Linked DNA regions of Pan troglodytes: region 2 is linked to region 1. A link is a contact called in public capture Hi-C data. All regions are on one chromosome and are shown on one strand. The core of a region is the stretch at or near the end of the contact, and the rest is flanking DNA. Distances in the headings are between cores, read along the strand shown.

Region 1 (4,114 bases), core at 1,579-4,078:
ATATGACTTTATTGCGGACACGGTGATGATCTAAAATCCTTTGCAAAGGCACTTGAATTTTGTAAACACCACTGTGTTCTCCCACCCCAGATACATGTAGTCAATGTCTGAACTATTGCTTGATTTCGTTCTTCAGACAAAAACTACTGTCTTTTTAAGAAAAAAACAAAAAAACAAAAAACAAAAAACGACTCCACGTTGTCTTTGAGGGTGATTAATTGCATAAGAAAGAACCCCATGATTCGTGTTACTCAGCAGAATCAAAAAGGCTTGTGCGTTGTACTTGGGTAGCACGAGTTTAGTCATCTGAATCACAAACCCATGACCTCTGGATACTTGGGAGCCAGAATGAGGGCCCAAGGGAGCATCTGACTGTACTGAATTAGAGGGAGGCAGAGGAAGGGGTGGGGTGCCAGGGCTTCCTTGGGAAGAAAGCGTCAGAGTGAGGGTGAGGGGATGGGGAGTGAGAGCCGATAAGTAGGAGGAAGAGTTGTAAAATCGGAGGCCTGGCAAAGTAATGAAGATAAAAGAATGTTACACTAAAGTTAAAATTAAGGACTTAAGAATCAGGAATTTGGCCGGGTGCAGTGGCTCATACCTGTAATGCCAGCACTGTGGGAGGCCGAGGCGGGCAGATCACGAGGTCAGGAGTTCGAGACCAACCTGACCAACATGGTGAAACCTTGTCTCTATTAAAAATACAAAAAATTAGCCAGGCATGGTGGCATGCGCCTGGAATCCCAGCTACTCAGGAGGCTCAGGCAGGAGAATCACTTGAACCAGGGAGGCGGAGGTTGCAGTGAGCTGAGATCATGCCATTGCACTCCATCCAGCCTGGGTGACAGAGCAAGACTCCATCTCAAAAAAAAAAAAAAAAAAAAAAAAGAGAATCAGGAATTCAGGAAAATATTAAGTTACAATTCTCAAAGGGTCAGACCTGTGTGTGAAATTGGGCAGATGGGTTTGACCTCATCATAGAACGTCCTTCCAGTTTTTCCTCTACGTTTCTAGAACGCCCTGGCTTCATGAAAGACGGGGGACAAGGTGAGGAGGAGCAGCCTGCTAAATGCACAGAACCCGGCATGCTCAGAGATGGTTCTTTTGATTATGTTGGCCGTCCCCTCCCCGCCCCCAAGGCCCTGGCTAGGTCCTCTGTCCTTTCCTTTCTCTGACAAACCTGGTGGCAGTGCCAGAAACAATGAATTGATGAATTAGTACCTGTATATTTTTCCCAGATCATCAGGGCTACAGTCTGCATGCATGGGTGTTGCATTTAACTTTAAAAGAAAACTAGAAAGAAAAATGGCTGTTTATATATTCTGCATAACGGAGAGGTTTCCTTCCTTCCTTCCCTCCTTCCCTCCCTCCCTCCTTCCTTCTTTTCTTCTCTTCTCTTCTCTTTTCTTTTCTTTCTTGACGGAGTCTCGCTTTGTTGCCCAGGCTGGAGTGCAGTGGCACGATCTGGGCTCACTGCAAGCTCCACCTCCTGGGTTCACACCATTCTCCCGCCTCAGCCTCCCAAGTAGCTGGGACTACAGGCACCTGCCACCACGCCTGGCTAACTTTTGGTACTTTTAGTACAGATGGGGTTTCACCGCATTAGCCAGCTTGGTCTCAGTCTCCTGACCTTGTGATCCGCCCGCCTCGGCCTCCCAAAGTGCTGGGATTACAGGCATGAGCCACCTTGCCCAGCCTCTCTTCTCTTTCTTTTCTTTCTCTCTTTCTTTCTCTCTCTTTCTCTCTTTCTCTTTCTTTTCTTTTCTTTCCTTCCTTCCTTCCTTCCTTCTCTTTCTTTCTTTCTTTCTTTCTTTTCTTTCTTGTCTTGCCCTGTCACCCAGGCTGGCCAATCTACCTGCCCTAGGCTTCTGAGTAACTTGGACTACAGGTGTGCACCATCACACCTAGCTTTTTTTGATTTTTTATAGAGATGGCGGGGGGGCTCTCTCTATGTTGCCCAGGCTGGTCTTGAACTCCCAAGCTCAAGCAATCCTCCTGCCTTGGCCTCCCAAAGTGCTGAGATTACAGGTGTCAGTCACCATGCCTGGCTGTGGAGAAGCTTTCATGCTCCCCAGACATCTTCTTCAGTGGTCTGTGAGAATCTCAGAAATTCCTGGTATGTGTGGGGTACCGGCTGGTGGCTGTGTGTACAGACACACCCACACATCCACCCACATCCATGTCCACTCCTGTATACACCAATTGGCCGTAAGCCTAAGGTATGGAGAGTCATTTCTACACGTGAGATGAAACCAGTGCCCTTGCCTCCTATCACCGTATGTGTATGTGCACACTGTCATGCCAAATAAAACACATTTCCATTCAAGGCAGTAGCAAAACAGGGTTGCCGATTGTGTGGCTGAAAAGCAGTGCATGTCACCAACTGTCCCTAACTCACGGTGAGTGATCCATCCCTGTGACCTTGATTTTCACGATCTTTCATTTTTATTTACCTTTTATCTTTTGTAGAGATGGGTTCTCACTAAGTTGCCCAGGCTGATCTTGAACTCCTGGGCTCGAGCAGTCATCCCTCCTCGGCCTCCCAAGTAGCTGGGACTACAAGCTGGCCCAGATATAAGCAGGCAGTTTTTTATTTTTTTTTATTATTATTTTTTGAAACGAACTCTCTGTTGCCCAGGCTGGAGTGCAGTGGCGCGATCTCAGCTCACTGCAACCTCCACCTCCCAGGTTCAAGAGATTCTCTTGCCTCAGCCTCCCGAGTAGCTGGGATTACAGCTACTCAGCTGTACACCATGCCCGGCTAATTTTGTATTTTTAGTAGAGACGGGGTTTCACTATGTTGGCCAGGCTGATCTCCAACTCTTGATCTGCTCACTTCAGCCTCCCAAAGTGCTGGGATTACAGGCGTGAGCCACCGTGCCCGGCTAGAGCAGGCAGTTTAATGCTGGGCTCCCATAGTGGTAAGTCTTCAGGGTACTGAAATTTCGAATTTAGATTTATTTGTTGGTTTGTGTGTTTTTCTCTATTATATAGGCTTTAGAAGGACAGAAATTTGTTCTGTTTTTCTCAGTATTCCCTGAGCCTAGGACAGTGCCTGTACACACGGGTAAAATGAATAAACATTTTGGGAGAAGGGTATTTTTTTTTTCTTTTGTCACAGGCTAATTAGAATGATGTCCTTTCACTCAGAGAACACAGCTCTGAGGTTCCTCTCTTGCCTATTCTGGTGTCTTGAATGCCAATTTGTCTTCAAATAATTTTGATGAATTTCAGCTGATCAACCATCAGATTTTTGTGTGTGTTTCCATATAAGAACACTTAAATCCAGTGTGATAAAAGCAACTTACAAGCCCGAGGCTTGGAAGAAAGGAAAGGAATTTTTTACTTCTTGGGCTGAATACATTTCATCACATCCCAATTTATTTCCCTGAGGCTTTTCTTTGTCAAGCTTGGGAAAGTGCTGTTTCCTAGGAGAACCACACAAGAACAAACTTTAAATATGAGAAAAGAGAAAAGCACGCCCCAAAGCAAAACAAAACAAAAAAACCCCCAAAAAACAATAAGAGAAGCATTTTAGATGGATTTTCTCCAAAGATCGATTGCATTGTGTTCCAAACGCATTTCTTTTCTTTCTTTTTAAAATTTTTTTTGAGATGAAGTTTCACTCTGTTACGCAGGCTGAGTGCAGTGGCATGATCTTGGCTGACTGCAACTTCCACCTCCTGGGTTCAAGTGATTCTCCCGCCTCAGCTTTTCAAGTAGCTTCAGGTGCCCACCACCATGCCTGGCTAATTTTGTATTTTTAGTAGAGATGGGGTTTCACCACGTTGGCTAGGCTGGTCTCAAACTCCTGACCTCAAGTGATCCACCCGCCTCAGCCTCCCAAAGTGCTGGGATTACAGGCGTGAGTCACTGTGCCCAGCGTAAAGTGCATTTCTTTTCTAAACTGACTTGAACCAAAATGGATGAACAAGGACCGAAGGGTTCATCTGAAGAGATGATATACACCAAACTGGAAACAGATGAGAATGCCAGCAAATAGGCTCAGGAGGAATTTATCTTCTTGAATTTTCAGGCATAAGCTGCTTTCGACAATGTTTTCTCTTACAAAAACAGGGTGAGCGTGTTCTGGATGGAGGCTGGGTGGGAACCCCAG
Region 2 (4,446 bases), core at 659-3,158, 170 kb after region 1:
TAGATCATGGCCTTGATGTCCAATCATATTTCTATGTGACTGTCCATACTTTGTTGAACCTAAGCATAAAAATAGACAATTTTCCCTTCATCTTTGTGGCTTCATTCTGAAGGTTCCCACGTCACGTGAAACTACGATCAAATAAACTTGAATGTTTTTTCTCCTATTAATCTGCCTCTTATCAGTGGTTTTCAGTGAACCTTCGGAGGGCAAAGGGAAAGTTTTCCCCTGGCTTTTACACAACACAGGGATGATGCATCTTTAAGTTGAACCTTACACAGATCCAACTACAGAAAAGTGGTGATTTGCATAGATTGAATGACAGGGGCTGGCCTCTGGGCATGATATGCAGGAATACACAGAAGTAGGATAAAGGTGATCCACCAGACAGGACAAATTAGAATGAGGAATGCAGAAGTCAGAATGAATTGGATGTGAATATGTTAAAATCTTCCATTTCTGCCTCAAATGGTGAGAGTGGAATCAACATAGCCTCCAGCCGGCAAATCCTAGGGAGGATGTATGTGTGTGTGTGTACCTTTATGGCGAGTGCCATAATGACCCCACCAACAAACAGCAGGGGGATCATTCTGAGTAGCAGTGATGGATCTGCCAGCAGCCACTACCTGGAGTTCTTGGACCAGCAGATTGAGCGAGAGACAGAGAAGGTGGATTGCTGCAAATTTAATACCACTGCTGGCCAGGCCCTGTCTACTGAAGTCCTGCCCCTTCTGAGGCTCACCCCAAGTCCCAACTGCTTCAGGGAGGTCCCCTAACCAGCACCTTCCATGGGAAGTGAGGCTTGGAAGGGCTTCAAGGACTGTGGTGTGTGCCTTCTTAATAGTACTCTTTTCACATTTATTTTTGGTCATGTCTTATCTTCCCTCCAAGATTTCAAGCTGCCATTAGGTAGCAAAAACGTGTCTTTGTGATTTTTATCTTTCCCACAGCAACTAGCACAGTATTTTACACATTAGACACTCAATACTAAACTGCTGCGTAAATTGAGGGTGTTCTGAATAAGCATCAGATAGCAATAACCTCAGTCAGAGGATATATAAACTTTTCCTTTTTTTTTTTATTGAGACGGAGTGTCACTATTGTTGCCCGGGCTGGAGTGCAATGGCACAATCTCGGCTCACTGCAACCTCCACTTCCTGGGTTCAAGAGATTCTCCTGCCTCAGCCTCCCGAGTAGCTGGGATTACAGGCGCCTGCCACCATGCCTGGCTAATTTTTTTTTGTATTTTTAGTAGAGACGGGGTTTCACCATATTGGCCAGGCTGGTCTTAAACTCCTGATCTTAGGTGATCTGCCCGCCTTGGCCTCCCAAAGTGCTGGGATTACAGGCGTTAAGCCACCACGCCTGGCCGGTTATATAAGCTTTTAACTTTATGTAAAATAATATTAATACATATAAATATATAATTATATAATTAATAATTGACAAGGCAATTGATAACTTCTGGAAAAGTTTTATGTAAAGTCTAAACTTTATATAAAAGTTTAGAAAAAAGAATTGGGAGCATTCCAAATGCTCTTTGTGATAATCGTTTTTGGCTTTGTCTTCACTGACAGGTAGTAGCACTGACTTGCTGAAGCATTTGCTATTGTAACAAAGTGAGCTATTGGTGTCCTTTTCCCTGCATTACAGATTCCTCTGAAAGGAGTCATAGCAATGAGTATTAAACTGGAAATCTCCGGGGGAAGCAGATGGATGCTTTGGGGCCTGGAGGATAAAAGAGGGCAGTGAACCTACTGGGATGTGGGGCTATTGAAACCTTTGGAGAGGAGATGGGGCTTATGGTTCTGGGAGAGGTAGCAGTCGGGCCCAGCTTCCATCCACTGCCACAGAGACAATAGAGTTTCAAATGCGAGGTGGCTGTGTGGTGCCTGTGTAGGCTGGACACCAGGTTTGGTGTCCACAGAGCCATGGGTAGGGTGTCGGCAGCCAAGCCCTTGGTCAGTGGAGAGGAACCTGGAGGGCCGTGTCTTCCAGCCTGGTGCAGAAGTGCCTGCCTCACGGTGGGGACATAGGGGAGGCTGCCGAAAGAACTGAAGCTCCAGATGGCTCTGGCAGGAGCCCCTACTCTCCATGTCATTTTCAGCCTAAGAGAAGAGGAGGGAAGCTAAAATATGACTGGTATTAGACGGCCAACTTTGCTGAGTGGTGGCTTGGAGCCAGATTTAATTGGACTTAGAGAAGTAATTTGGCAAGTCTCTCACTTTGTGTTAGAGCAGTTTATACAGTTATATTAATGCACACTGAACAGAAAAGAAGCCCATGGTTAGTTGCTGACAGACGCTTCTTAAAGTAAACCTTCTTGAGCTTTCCAGGGGATCCTTCATATCAGAATTAATCACACTTAAATCTGCTTAGCTTAAGAGCCATAAATAAAACCATAGCTAAATGGACAGGTCCATAAATTTCCCTCCCTTATCACACCCAGCTTACTGTTTCTACATTTAAGAGAGAACTTTACCTGAGAAATGAAACAATTTGTTCTTCAGAATTTCCAGGGACTAAGACAGTGCATATCACAAAGTGCTTATTATTTATGGCAATAAGAAATACACAAAGATCATATGTATGTAAAACCAATATGTAAAACATGATAAAGACAACTTCTGAAAAGCAATCTGCTAATATGATTTTACTTTTAAAGGCACTCAACAAATTAACTCTGCCAAGAATTGTCAGTTCTTGCAAGACTCTGGGTGACCTTGACTAAGGACAAAAAATCTGCAGCATCTGGCAGGAGGAAAGGTTTTCTGTTGCTAGACACTGAAGTCACGTGTTGCCCAGTTCCCCTTTCCTAAAATGTTTTCATCTTGGTTTTAGTTATGAAAATCCTATGGGTTTTAGTCATCATTCTCTTACTGTGAGTCATCCTTTCTAATAATTCTTACATTGCTTGAATAAGAAATGGACTTCCAGGTAAAACATCTTCACTAACTATTTGGTGTAAAGACTGACCTAAAGACTTAGGCAATTCTAACTTTTGTGACCTCAGCATTCATTTTTCAACAATCACTTTCATTCTGGTTTGGAAATTTGTCTATTATCACGTCAGATTTTAACCCCACACTCAATCCATTTCAAGTTATACTTGCAAGATTTTTACTCCACATTCAATCCACTTCAAGTTATATATATTTGCAAGTTATTCTCGGGGTTATTCAGAAATAAGAAAGAATAACGAACCCCATACTAAGATACACCCACTTTGTGGCACCAAGGTGACAACCAATTTAAGGAAGAGGCAATTTGAGAAACAGAATAAAAAAGAGCTTGGACTGAAGCTCAAAGAGGTTCCTTCCAGAAGGAGTGTCCACCAGGGAGAGACACAAGGAACCTCATTCAAAAATCATCTTCTTGATATCGAATGATCATCTCATTCAAGAATTTTCAAGAATTATCTCCAACACCTATAGTACCATGCCCTTTGTCACATACTTTACTCCTTTCCCCAAACATGCCTTTTCCTGCTAGGATCCGGATACCTCTTGAATTGGAAGAACAAATCTAATTTTGCAATGGTTTCCATAAAGTGATCCTGAAGAAGCAATGGCCATAAGAACAACTCTATCTTTGTGTATGCAACAGATCCCATGCCAAGGTGACTGTTTACTCTCTAGAAAAGGGACAGAGTGGTTTCTCTAACACTTGGGCCCTTAGATCATTAGGAAGTGCGTAGGCGCCAATGTATAATCAGTAACCCTTACATCAACATATATTAACAGAGTAACCCAGAATTAGCATAGGCTAGGAAGGACAACAGATCGATGAGGCAGGTGCACTTCTTAAAAGAGCCAGGTACAAAATAGCTGTAGACTGCATCCTTTGAGCAGTAAGGGGGGAAGCCGGTTACCTTGGCCATGGTCAGCGTCTTGCAGCTTGTCTGGAAGAACCGAAGGATGCCATCTGCACTCCAAGTCCCTTTGGTTTAATGTTGCAAGAATGCAAACTGTCTTCCTACCCTCCTCCCTCTCCTCCTACCCCTCCCCTTCTATCTCATATTCTTTGGAGTGCCTCATGATTAAATGCTGCCTTACAGGGAACACGGGCATTTAATAATTGACAAGGCAATCAGGGCCCAGCTGTTCTGGGAGATTACACCAGAGAGCTTGCCAATGGGGATCTGGGATTAAGCACAAAGAAGCAAGGACCTGCAATTTGCAGAGGAAATTTTCTTTAAAAAGTAAATGATGGTTTAGTTTCCACTGCCTGCCATTCCCTAGGTAACTGGTGTGAATGGATTGGGCTTGGATTTATGGCAGACATGAAGATATGGCAGGTCACCATCACTGCAGAAGTTTACCTTCCCTCGAGTAGGGTTTCCCATCCCTTTGAAGAAACTCTATTCTCTGCAATGTCGGGGCCTCATGGAGCCATGAACAGGAAATAGCTTCCTTGTTCCATGGGTGGTCTCCACCTTCCAGTTAG

The links. Capture Hi-C pulls out chosen DNA fragments and counts their contacts.
Region 2: a capture Hi-C map of stem cell-derived neural stem cells shows a contact between it and region 1, with 4 times the contacts expected there. The contact joins two enhancer-like sites. A contact is called at or near these places in 1 of 7 Hi-C or Micro-C datasets (stem cell-derived neural progenitor cells) and 1 of 1 other capture datasets (stem cell-derived neural stem cells).

The regions. Positions count from the first base shown.
Region 1 is chr10:20,071,668-20,075,781 of NHGRI_mPanTro3-v2.0_pri, forward strand. No RefSeq gene overlaps it. Among named protein-coding and RNA genes, the nearest start is that of MIR614, 8.0 kb to the left of the region's middle. Within about 2 kb of position 2,829, at least 1 of the 24 cell types and tissues checked has an H3K27ac peak or open chromatin away from gene starts, as enhancers often do. A contact at or near this core is called in stem cell-derived neural stem cells, where this site is marked.
Region 2 is chr10:20,240,408-20,244,853 of NHGRI_mPanTro3-v2.0_pri, forward strand. All of the region lies in intron 11 of FAM234B (family with sequence similarity 234 member B), which reads left to right. The region is part of intron 1 of GSG1 (germ cell associated 1); the gene reads right to left. Among named protein-coding and RNA genes, the nearest start is that of GSG1, 9.8 kb to the right of the region's middle. Within about 2 kb of position 1,909, at least 3 of the 24 cell types and tissues checked have an H3K27ac peak or open chromatin away from gene starts, as enhancers often do. A contact at or near this core is called in stem cell-derived neural stem cells, where this site is marked.